Regions from separate parts of the Mus musculus genome. Here regions 1 and 2 are each linked to region 3. The links are chromatin contacts, called in public HiChIP or PLAC-seq maps. All regions are on one chromosome and are shown on one strand. The core of a region is the stretch at or near the end of the contact, and the rest is flanking DNA. Distances in the headings are between cores, read along the strand shown.

What was found. HiChIP or PLAC-seq counts read pairs in DNA pulled down with a chosen protein or histone mark.
Region 1: a contact with region 3 is called in an H3K27ac HiChIP or PLAC-seq map of extraembryonic endoderm stem cells. The contact joins the promoter of Dip2a here to the enhancer-like site in region 3. A contact is called at or near these places in 1 of 39 promoter capture datasets (the HPC-7 cell line), 1 of 484 Hi-C or Micro-C datasets (embryonic stem cells), 3 of 115 datasets of contacts at active chromatin or transcription factors (embryonic stem cells, extraembryonic endoderm stem cells and microglia) and 3 of 9 other capture datasets (adipose tissue, liver and pancreatic islet).
Region 2: an H3K27ac HiChIP or PLAC-seq map of extraembryonic endoderm stem cells shows a contact between it and region 3. The contact joins two enhancer-like sites. A contact is called at or near these places in 1 of 39 promoter capture datasets (liver), 6 of 484 Hi-C or Micro-C datasets (the Ba/F3 cell line, the HPC-7 cell line, embryonic stem cells and 2 more), 1 of 115 datasets of contacts at active chromatin or transcription factors (extraembryonic endoderm stem cells) and 3 of 9 other capture datasets (adipose tissue, liver and pancreatic islet).

What each region holds. Positions count from the first base shown.
Region 1 is chr10:76,343,937-76,346,636 of GRCm38.p6, forward strand. It overlaps Dip2a (disco interacting protein 2 homolog A), which reads right to left and starts at 1,355. Exons shown (of 38, transcript NM_001081419.2): 1 at 1,171-1,355. The coding sequence starts at 1,261. It overlaps Gm40699 (a long non-coding RNA gene), which reads left to right and starts at 1,359. Exons shown (of 2, transcript XR_871838.2): 1 at 1,359-1,638.
Region 2 is chr10:76,315,132-76,317,831 of GRCm38.p6, forward strand. All of the region lies in intron 5 of Dip2a (disco interacting protein 2 homolog A), which reads right to left. Among named protein-coding and RNA genes, the nearest start is that of Dip2a, 29 kb to the right of the region's middle. Within about 2 kb of position 1,275, at least 34 of the 459 cell types and tissues checked have an H3K27ac peak or open chromatin away from gene starts, as enhancers often do. A contact at or near this core is called in extraembryonic endoderm stem cells, where this site is marked.
Region 3 is chr10:76,502,899-76,505,598 of GRCm38.p6, forward strand. It overlaps Mcm3ap (minichromosome maintenance complex component 3 associated protein), which reads left to right. Exons shown (of 29, transcript NM_019434.3): 22 at 1,265-1,523; 23 at 1,732-1,829. Among named protein-coding and RNA genes, the nearest start is that of Lss, 27 kb to the right of the region's middle. Within about 2 kb of position 1,448, at least 12 of the 459 cell types and tissues checked have an H3K27ac peak or open chromatin away from gene starts, as enhancers often do. A contact at or near this core is called in extraembryonic endoderm stem cells, where this site is marked.

The DNA.
Region 1 (2,700 bases), core at 105-2,604, 160 kb before region 3:
CTGGAGAGATGGCTCAGTGGTTAAGCGCACTGGCCGTTCTTCCAGAAGACCTGGGTTCAAGTCACAGCACCAACATGAATCTAGGACCCAATTCTGGCCTCCAGGGAACACCAGGCACGCATAAGATATACAGACAAACATGCAGGGGAAATGCATATATTTAAAAAGAAAAAGAGAATTCTCAAAAACTCACTAAACCTACCACAGCAAAGCTTAACAATCTAAATGGGGTGGGGTGGGGGGGTGATGGATTCTAACAAGTTCTAATTGCATTTAAGTCTCAAAAGCAGAGTTAACAAGCACAGATGCTTTTCCACCAGGGTTGGAGGTCAGTTTATGGAGAACAGAACTCTTTTCCCAGGCGTCCAAATTGAGGGCGCCACTCCCATCTCTGGAGTTCTATTATTTCCCTAGTCTGTTTCTAACAACCACTTATTTGACTTTTTAACTTTTTAAAAATCCTCACCTAGAGAGGGCTGTCGGGTTGGCCCGGCGAGCACTTGCCCTCTAATCTGACAACCTGAGTTCATTCCCAGAACTCACAAGGTGGAAGGAGAGCACCAGCTCCCAGCTCCGTGCAAGCTGACCTCTGACCTCCCCACGCAGGCACCGTGACCCTTGCCTGTCCCCCACCTCCTCCCCCAGTGTAATTGTATCAAAATTCCGTAAAGGAATAAACCTTTTAAGTGTTAAACACGTTTTACATGTTTATAGGTTAATGCACTTCAGCCTCATAATCCACAAGGCGCAAGTGTACTTTTGCTTCGTTTTCTAGATGAGGAAACTGAGGCTCACGAGGCAGTCTGAGGTTCCAGGGGTGGGGCTCGGCTTCTGCATCCCGGGCTTCCTGCTGGCCGACAGGCTGCAGGGCACACGCTGGAAGCCCGGACCTGGACCGTGGCCTTGACGGTCGGGCAGCAAGAGTGCGCCTAGGCCCACCTCCCAAGCCAGTCCCTCCCGGTGTCCTTCGGAGGCCGGGCACCCGCCAGTCTGCAGAAGCTGGCGGGCTCTCCGGCGAGCGGCCCAGACAGGGATGCCGAGGAGAGGCCGGCGGGGATCCCGTATGAGGGTACCCGCAGGTTCCGGGGGTGACGCTCCCGGAGGTCCCTGGGCGGGGTCTCGGGCGAGGGTCCCTGGCGGGGTGGGGGGTGGGGGGAACCCGCGGCTCACCTTCGGACAGCTCCAGCTCCAGCTCCGCCAGGCTCTCGAGCACCTCGGCGGGCAGCGGCGCCGCCTCCAGAGGGCATCCGCGGTCGGCCATGGCCGGTGGCTCAGGCGTTCCCCCAACCGGGGCCTGCAGACCCGCAGCGGCCGCCCGCAGCCGGCAGCGGGCGGGGCGCGGCCGGGGCTGCTTCGCAGGGGCGCGGGCACGGGCGCGAGCGCGGCTGGCTCCGGCTCCGGGAGCGCGCTGGGGACGCGCGTGCGCGGCTGAGGGGCGGGGCAACGCTTGCGCGGGTACGCCGGGCCGGCCCCGCCCAGCAACTTTAAAGGCTCGGTTCCATTGGCCAATAAGACACGCCGGAGCAGCCCGGAGCTTTACTCCGCTTCGGGGTGCGAGAGGAGCGGCGGGCGGGAGAGCTGGACAGAGGCGCCTCGGGAGACGTGCGACCCCACCGAACGGACTTCAATGTCGCCCAGGTGACCCTCCTCCGGGATCCCCACCTTCTTCTTCCTCAGGAGCCCTGCTGGCACGCTTAATTCTGTCCGCGTTCCTGCTATGGTATCAGCTAACTCTGGCGGGTTTTCTGCCGCCCTTAAAGTGTGTTTGCTTATTCCCTTTCACAATAACCCTGGAAGCACTCTGACATTGACCAAGAAGGAGCTCTGGCAGTGTCTCAGTCCTTGAGATGTCCTTGGGGCATGGAAGCATAGATCTGACATGTTGGAAACCTTAGTGGGATTTTTGAAGGAGCTATTCTCAGAGTGGCGGTATATATACACATATACGTATAAACATGTATATACATACATACATACATACTTACATACATATATATACACACACACACACGCACACACACACAATTTTATTTCTACTACTCATTAGCCACCCTCTTGCCACTGTCTACATATATTAAAAATCCCAGGTAGGCAACAAAAAAGACCATTTTGGAGGCTTTCAGTGAGCCTAATATTACATCCACAAGGAACAGCATAGGAAGGTGTCCCCAACTGATTTTAAAACATCTGATTTGAGCTGACTAATCTGGTTATACAGGCAGGAGGTGTGGTATGCAAACGAGGGACTATTTATTTCCGCAGGTCACAGGTTTATATAGGAAGCAGTCACAAGCTTTGCATGAAAGCTGGTCAACACTTCTCACGTTTCTCTGATCAATGGTTTCTTCTAAGGAAGTGTTCCCTGTCCTCTTGAATGAATAATAGCTGCCGAAAGTTTACTGGTCGAGAAAAAAAAAAGCATCTGGGCTTCGCCTTTCGAGGCGGGTGCACTGTCTGGAGTGGGTGTGGCCAGAGCAAGGTTTCCTGGACCAGGTCTCCTGGATTCAATTGTAGTAGATTAGCTTGCTGCTGGAGTATTTTCACATTGACTGTAAAGTACGGAAAACAGCCAGACTTGAAGGCATTCCAGCAGGTTGCTGGGGAAGGAGCTGCTTAGCTGACAGTCCCTCACTCTAGGCTGCCAGGAATCAGGAAGGGAATGATGTCCTTGTCCTTCAAAGAGCTGAATTTTTATTTATT
Region 2 (2,700 bases), core at 25-2,524, 190 kb before region 3:
TAAAAAGCTATACTTCAAAATTTTTACTTACTATACTGTTCTTCCTATATCTTTCCTTCATTCAGCTGCAGAGCTATGTTAGAGCTTTGTGATGAGGACGGGAAGCTGGGTACACACTGAGCAGCCCCTAGGCCAATGGCTGGGAGCTTCATAGTTCAGAAATCAGAGGAGTATAGATCTGGGACAGTCACATACCTCATTAGTTAAGCACTCCTAACAGAAACTCTAAAATGTTCTAATGTGCTGCTCTAAATTGCAGACTTGAGATTAAGGAAGCTAAATCTGAATTCAGAAATCAAGTTAAGAGCCAATGAGAAGGCTCAGCAGATAAAACCACTTGCCGTGAACTCTGACCTCAGTTCATTCCCTGGGAAGGAGAGGACTGACTGCCACGTGCACACTGTGGCACATTCACACACACACACACACACACACACACACACACACACACAGAGTAACAAAACTGGCTCCGCAGGTAAAGGCAATAACCACCAAGTGTGACAACCTGAGCTCCCTCTGCAGAACCTACGTGCTGGGAGGAGAGAACCAACTCCCACAAGCTTCCCTCCGACCTACACACATGTACCCTACACACACATGCACACAAAATAAATAACTTAAAATGCATTTCAAAGAATAAATGTAGTTAAAAGAATAAACAAGTAAAATTTAGAAATCAAGCTAACTGTGCTCTTCAGTTATCCAGTAGCATATCAAAACTACATTTGCAGTAAGGTATTAGAATCCAAGTTGAGATCTGTTGTTTTAACTGAGTAGAATCAGTCAGTGCTAGGCCAAGCAGGTCAGAAGGGAAAAGGGCCCTCACAGCACACCTGCAGGAGACAAGATGATCATCCATCAGCATAGGCAACAATGCTACCTTATAAATACCTACAGCCACATCCTCTTCAAAGGATGAGCACTCCTAATGCCAACAGACACCAGGGTAAGTTCTTGGTAAGATATCCATAGCCTAACCATCGAAGCCCTGATGCTGTCTTACCGAATGCTGAGAGCCAGGGCGCGTTTAACATGCTAAACAAGGAGTTAACAGCCTAGCAGTGACAAGCCTTTCATGGTGTGTGCTCTTGGGTTCTGCCCTCTTTGAAAGAGCCTCAGACAGCCTTGCCCGGAAACCAAGCATTACTCAGAGGTAAGAGGTCATGCTCAGTGGTCTCGAGCCTACGTTCAGGACCCACGCAGGAAGCAGGGATGTGCGAGACTATAGTCGCAGCACTGACTGTTCAGTGGGAAGGCTGGCAGCCAGCCTAACTCCAGGATTAGTGAGAGATCCTGTTTCAAGAGACAAGGGTAGATAAAGCAGGATAGTCACTGTTCTTGTCTAGCCTTCCCAAATGCCTGTAGAGGGTGTGTGTGTGTATGTGTGTGTGTGTCTGTGTCTGTGTATGTGTGTACCTGTGTATGGTCACACACACACACCACTAAACAAACAAGTAAACGTAGAACAAAACCAAGGTCAAAGCCTTCAGAGAAACAGAAAAGCAAAGCAATGGCTGCTTTCCTGCTCTAGACTGTCAAGATTCCTTAGGGAACGGAGACCACGGCCGACAGCCACACAGGAAACAAGCAAGCCACAGACCCTGGAGGCGGCTGCTCTAATGGCTACCTCCTCTTGTGGCCCCACTCTTCACACAGCGTGGGCAAGAAGCACAACGTGGCAGGGGAAGCTCGAGTCTCCCAGGGACACACGCTGCATTGGAAAACAGATGTTCAGCAGATTACAGGAACTGTACTGACAGGCCCCACAGAGGATGCTAACGCAAGCCACAGGCTACCGGGAGAAACCCTGCCACTCAGCCCTAATCCAGCCAGCACAGCAGACAGGAAAAGAACTCAGAAGATGGTCCCAGCACCACCTAACGTGGCTTGCAGGAACCCTTACTGCCTCCCCAGGCAGCCCTGATATACGGCAAGTGCTCGCCACCCAGGTCAGCAGAATGGAAGGAAGAGGCAGCGACAGCTCTGGCTCCAGCACCCTCCCCACTGAGCACTGAGGTTCCAGGCAGGCTGTCCTCGTTCTCTTTAAGATCCTGGGACACGGGTGTCGGTGGGCTTCACACACAGCTAATCACACAACCACTTACATGCTGGGTTTCAGACGGCCCAAGGCACCTTTCTAAGATGTCTGACATCCAAGAGCTTAGGAGTGGACTGGCATCTTGTTTTTAGGAAGACTATCTATAGGAAGAGAGTCAGATGGAAGCTATCGCCTTAACCCCCCCCATAGCAGGGCCCGTGCACAAGGACAGCAGGCCGCCCTTACAGTCACATATGCAAAGTCCCAGGAAAAGCAGTGACAAGAGAGCCAGGTGCAACCACCTGGAGAACAGAAAAGGACCACAGGACATCAAGAGACCAGCATGATTCTGAGGCCTGGGACACACACCACCAGTCTGGAACTGCCAGGCCACAGGATTATAAAAGTGCTTCTGTCTCTAAAAGACACATTCCAGATAAGAAAGAGGTGGATCTGGATGGAGACAAAAATTTACCAACAGAGACATTTTGTTCGACCTAATCTGGGTGCCAAGCTATCCGAATGTGACCCCATTGTGATCAGATGTGATTATTAAAAGCTAAAAGCCAGCTGATATCTCAGGCAGACAAGGCACCATGTGACATCTGGCTCATGACTGCAGTCACTTGACAGTGGTCCTCTGTCCAGGACCATCCTGACCC
Region 3 (2,700 bases), core at 198-2,697:
TGGTTTTCAATGACTCTGAGATGATCGAAGTAAATGCCATTGTCTGTTTTTCTTTACATCTTGATTAATATACCACAGCCATCTACTTGGTGTAAGGTTTTAGTACAGATTCTGGGAGAGCAATGTACTTGCCCTCTGTCGTGGTTACAAATAATAATATATAATATTATCCAGATATAATCCATTTTTTTAAGAGGGGAAGCTTACTTTCGCTCATAGTATTGAAGGTTTCAGTCCATGACTGATGCCCTTGTTGCTTTTCTGAGGACGCACATAGCAGAAGAAAAGTGTACACTTGACAGCCAGGACACAGCTGAGGAGGTTGGCAGCCCACAGTCCTTCAAAGTCATGTCCCCAGTGACCTCATATCTCCACAGATCCCACCTCTTCAGTATCCCTCCCATCTCCCAGTCATGCCAAGCTGGAGGCCAAGCAGTAAACACTTGGCTCCTCAGGGCCAGACTACAGCAAGCACTGAGCCTTGGCTGCCACATTCCTCCTTGAGAATGTGATGCACTCTACAGGATTCCTTTCTACTTTATCTTTTGCTTGACTCAAGCTGCAGCCTCTACCCAACAGCAGACCTTAGGCCCCTTTTTGTTTTATTGCGAGCACTAATCCCTGTTAATGTCATTCTCATAGCTCTTTGATTTTGTCAGGTTTCTTAGTCCTTATTTCTTTTAAACACAATATTCCTACTAATTAAAGTTCCCAACACGGTGTATTTCCTTTGCTAGGGCTCTGCTTAGTAGGCCCTTGGGTTTGAAGTAAATTTGTGCATATGGTCTTGGAACAATGGCTAGTACTTGTGTGATGTTGGTGTTGGTGATAGTAACAATACCTTTTCTTGGTTTAGTCCTTTAGATGATTCTGAGGAAAGGACATGGAGGGGGGAATTTTTCTGATTGCTATCCTCCTGAAAATATATTTACCTTATATTCTCTCTCTCTCTGCTTTTTCTTGTTTTGGCTTGGTTTGGTTCTGTTTGGTTTGGTTTGGTTTGGTTTGGTTGGGCTTCTCTGTGTAGCCCTCACTACTCACTGTCCTGGAACTTGCACCGTAGACTAGGCTGCCCTTGAATTCAGAGATCCATCTGAGTGCTGGGACTAATGGCCTGTGCCGCCGCCATGCGTGGCCCAGCTTTGTCTTTGAAGGACTGTCCAGGGCACAGTGAATAGAGCTCTGCAACTGTCCTTGCTGAGGCAGACTGTCTCCTGTGTTGTCCTCTGGTACATTCACCCTGACATCTTTGATTTTGTTGCAGGTGGCTCATGGCACCCTTAGTGACAGTGCCCTTGATGCTGTGGAGACCCAGAAGGACCTGTTGGGAACCAGTGGGCTCATGCTGCTGCTTCCCCCGAAAGTGAAGAGTGAGGAGGTGGCAGAGGAGGAACTGTCCTGGCTGTCGGCTTTACTGCAGCTCAAGCAGCTTCTGCAGGCCAAGCCCTTCCAGCCTGCCCTGCCGCTGGTGGTCCTCGTGCCCAGCTCCAGAGGGGACTCCGCGGGGAGGGCAGTAGAGGACGGTGTGTGAAGGAAGCCCCGTTCCTGATCCCATACCTTTAAGAAGTGGGTGGGGCATGAGTGTGATGGATGGCCAGCAGAGCAGTGTGGGGAGCTTTGGGGTTAGTGCCCTATTTGTTCTGTCCACAGCGCAGGGCCACAACTAGCTTGGGATGTGTCGCATGTGCAAAATGAGTATTATTACATGGGTCCTTCCTGTTTCTCTTAAAGGTCTGATGTTACAGGATTTGGTTTCAGCCAAGCTGATTTCCGATTACATTGTTGTTGAGATTCCTGACTCTGTTAATGATTTACAAGGCACAGTGAAGGTATGGTTTCACCTTTTAAAGGTCTGTCAGGGTACTTGTTGGTTTCTCTCCTGAGCTACCTATCTTCTCATCTGTCTGGAATGTAATATATGTGGTTGTTTGGATTTTGAGACACTGTCATGTAGGGCAGGCTGATCTCAAGTTTGCTAGGCAGTCAGGGTAACCTAGAAGTGATGCTTCCTCTTCCTCTTCTGTGAGTATAGGCATGTACCGTCCTGTCCAGCTTATATTAGTGATCTCCATTTTAATCTTATGTTTTACACACACACACACACACACACACACTATTTCTAAAGATACAGCAGGCAGGAATAAAAATAAAATTTAAAAAACACCCATAGTATGGTTTCAGTAATATGTTAAATAAGTTTTTTGGCTTTGCTTTGTTTTTTTTTTCTTTCTTTTTTTTTTTGTTTTTTTGTTTTTTGTTTTTTGTTTTTTGTTTTTTGTTTTGTTTTTTCGAGACAGGGTTTCTCTGTGTAGCCCTGGCTGTCCTGGAACTCACTCGGTAGACCAGGCTGGCCTCGAACTCAGAAATCCACCTGCCTCTGCCTCCTGAGTGCTGGGATTAAAGGCGTGCACCACCACGCCCAGCCTTGGTTTTGCTTTTATGAAATTAAAATGACCATTTATATATTACATCTGAATGTCAGATTTATCTAATTAATTTTTTAGAATGAATGCTTTTACAAAATATAAAGAAGTGATATTACCTGAGACTTCCTGGAAAGGTTCTGCTAAAAATGGTTTAGGAAAAGAAGTGTAGGGATTGCATATGGCCTGAGGATGTAGCTCAGGGGTACAGTCCCACTTGACATATAAGAATGTCCTAGGTTCAAAAGATGGCCTAGTCAGCTATCACTGGAAAAAG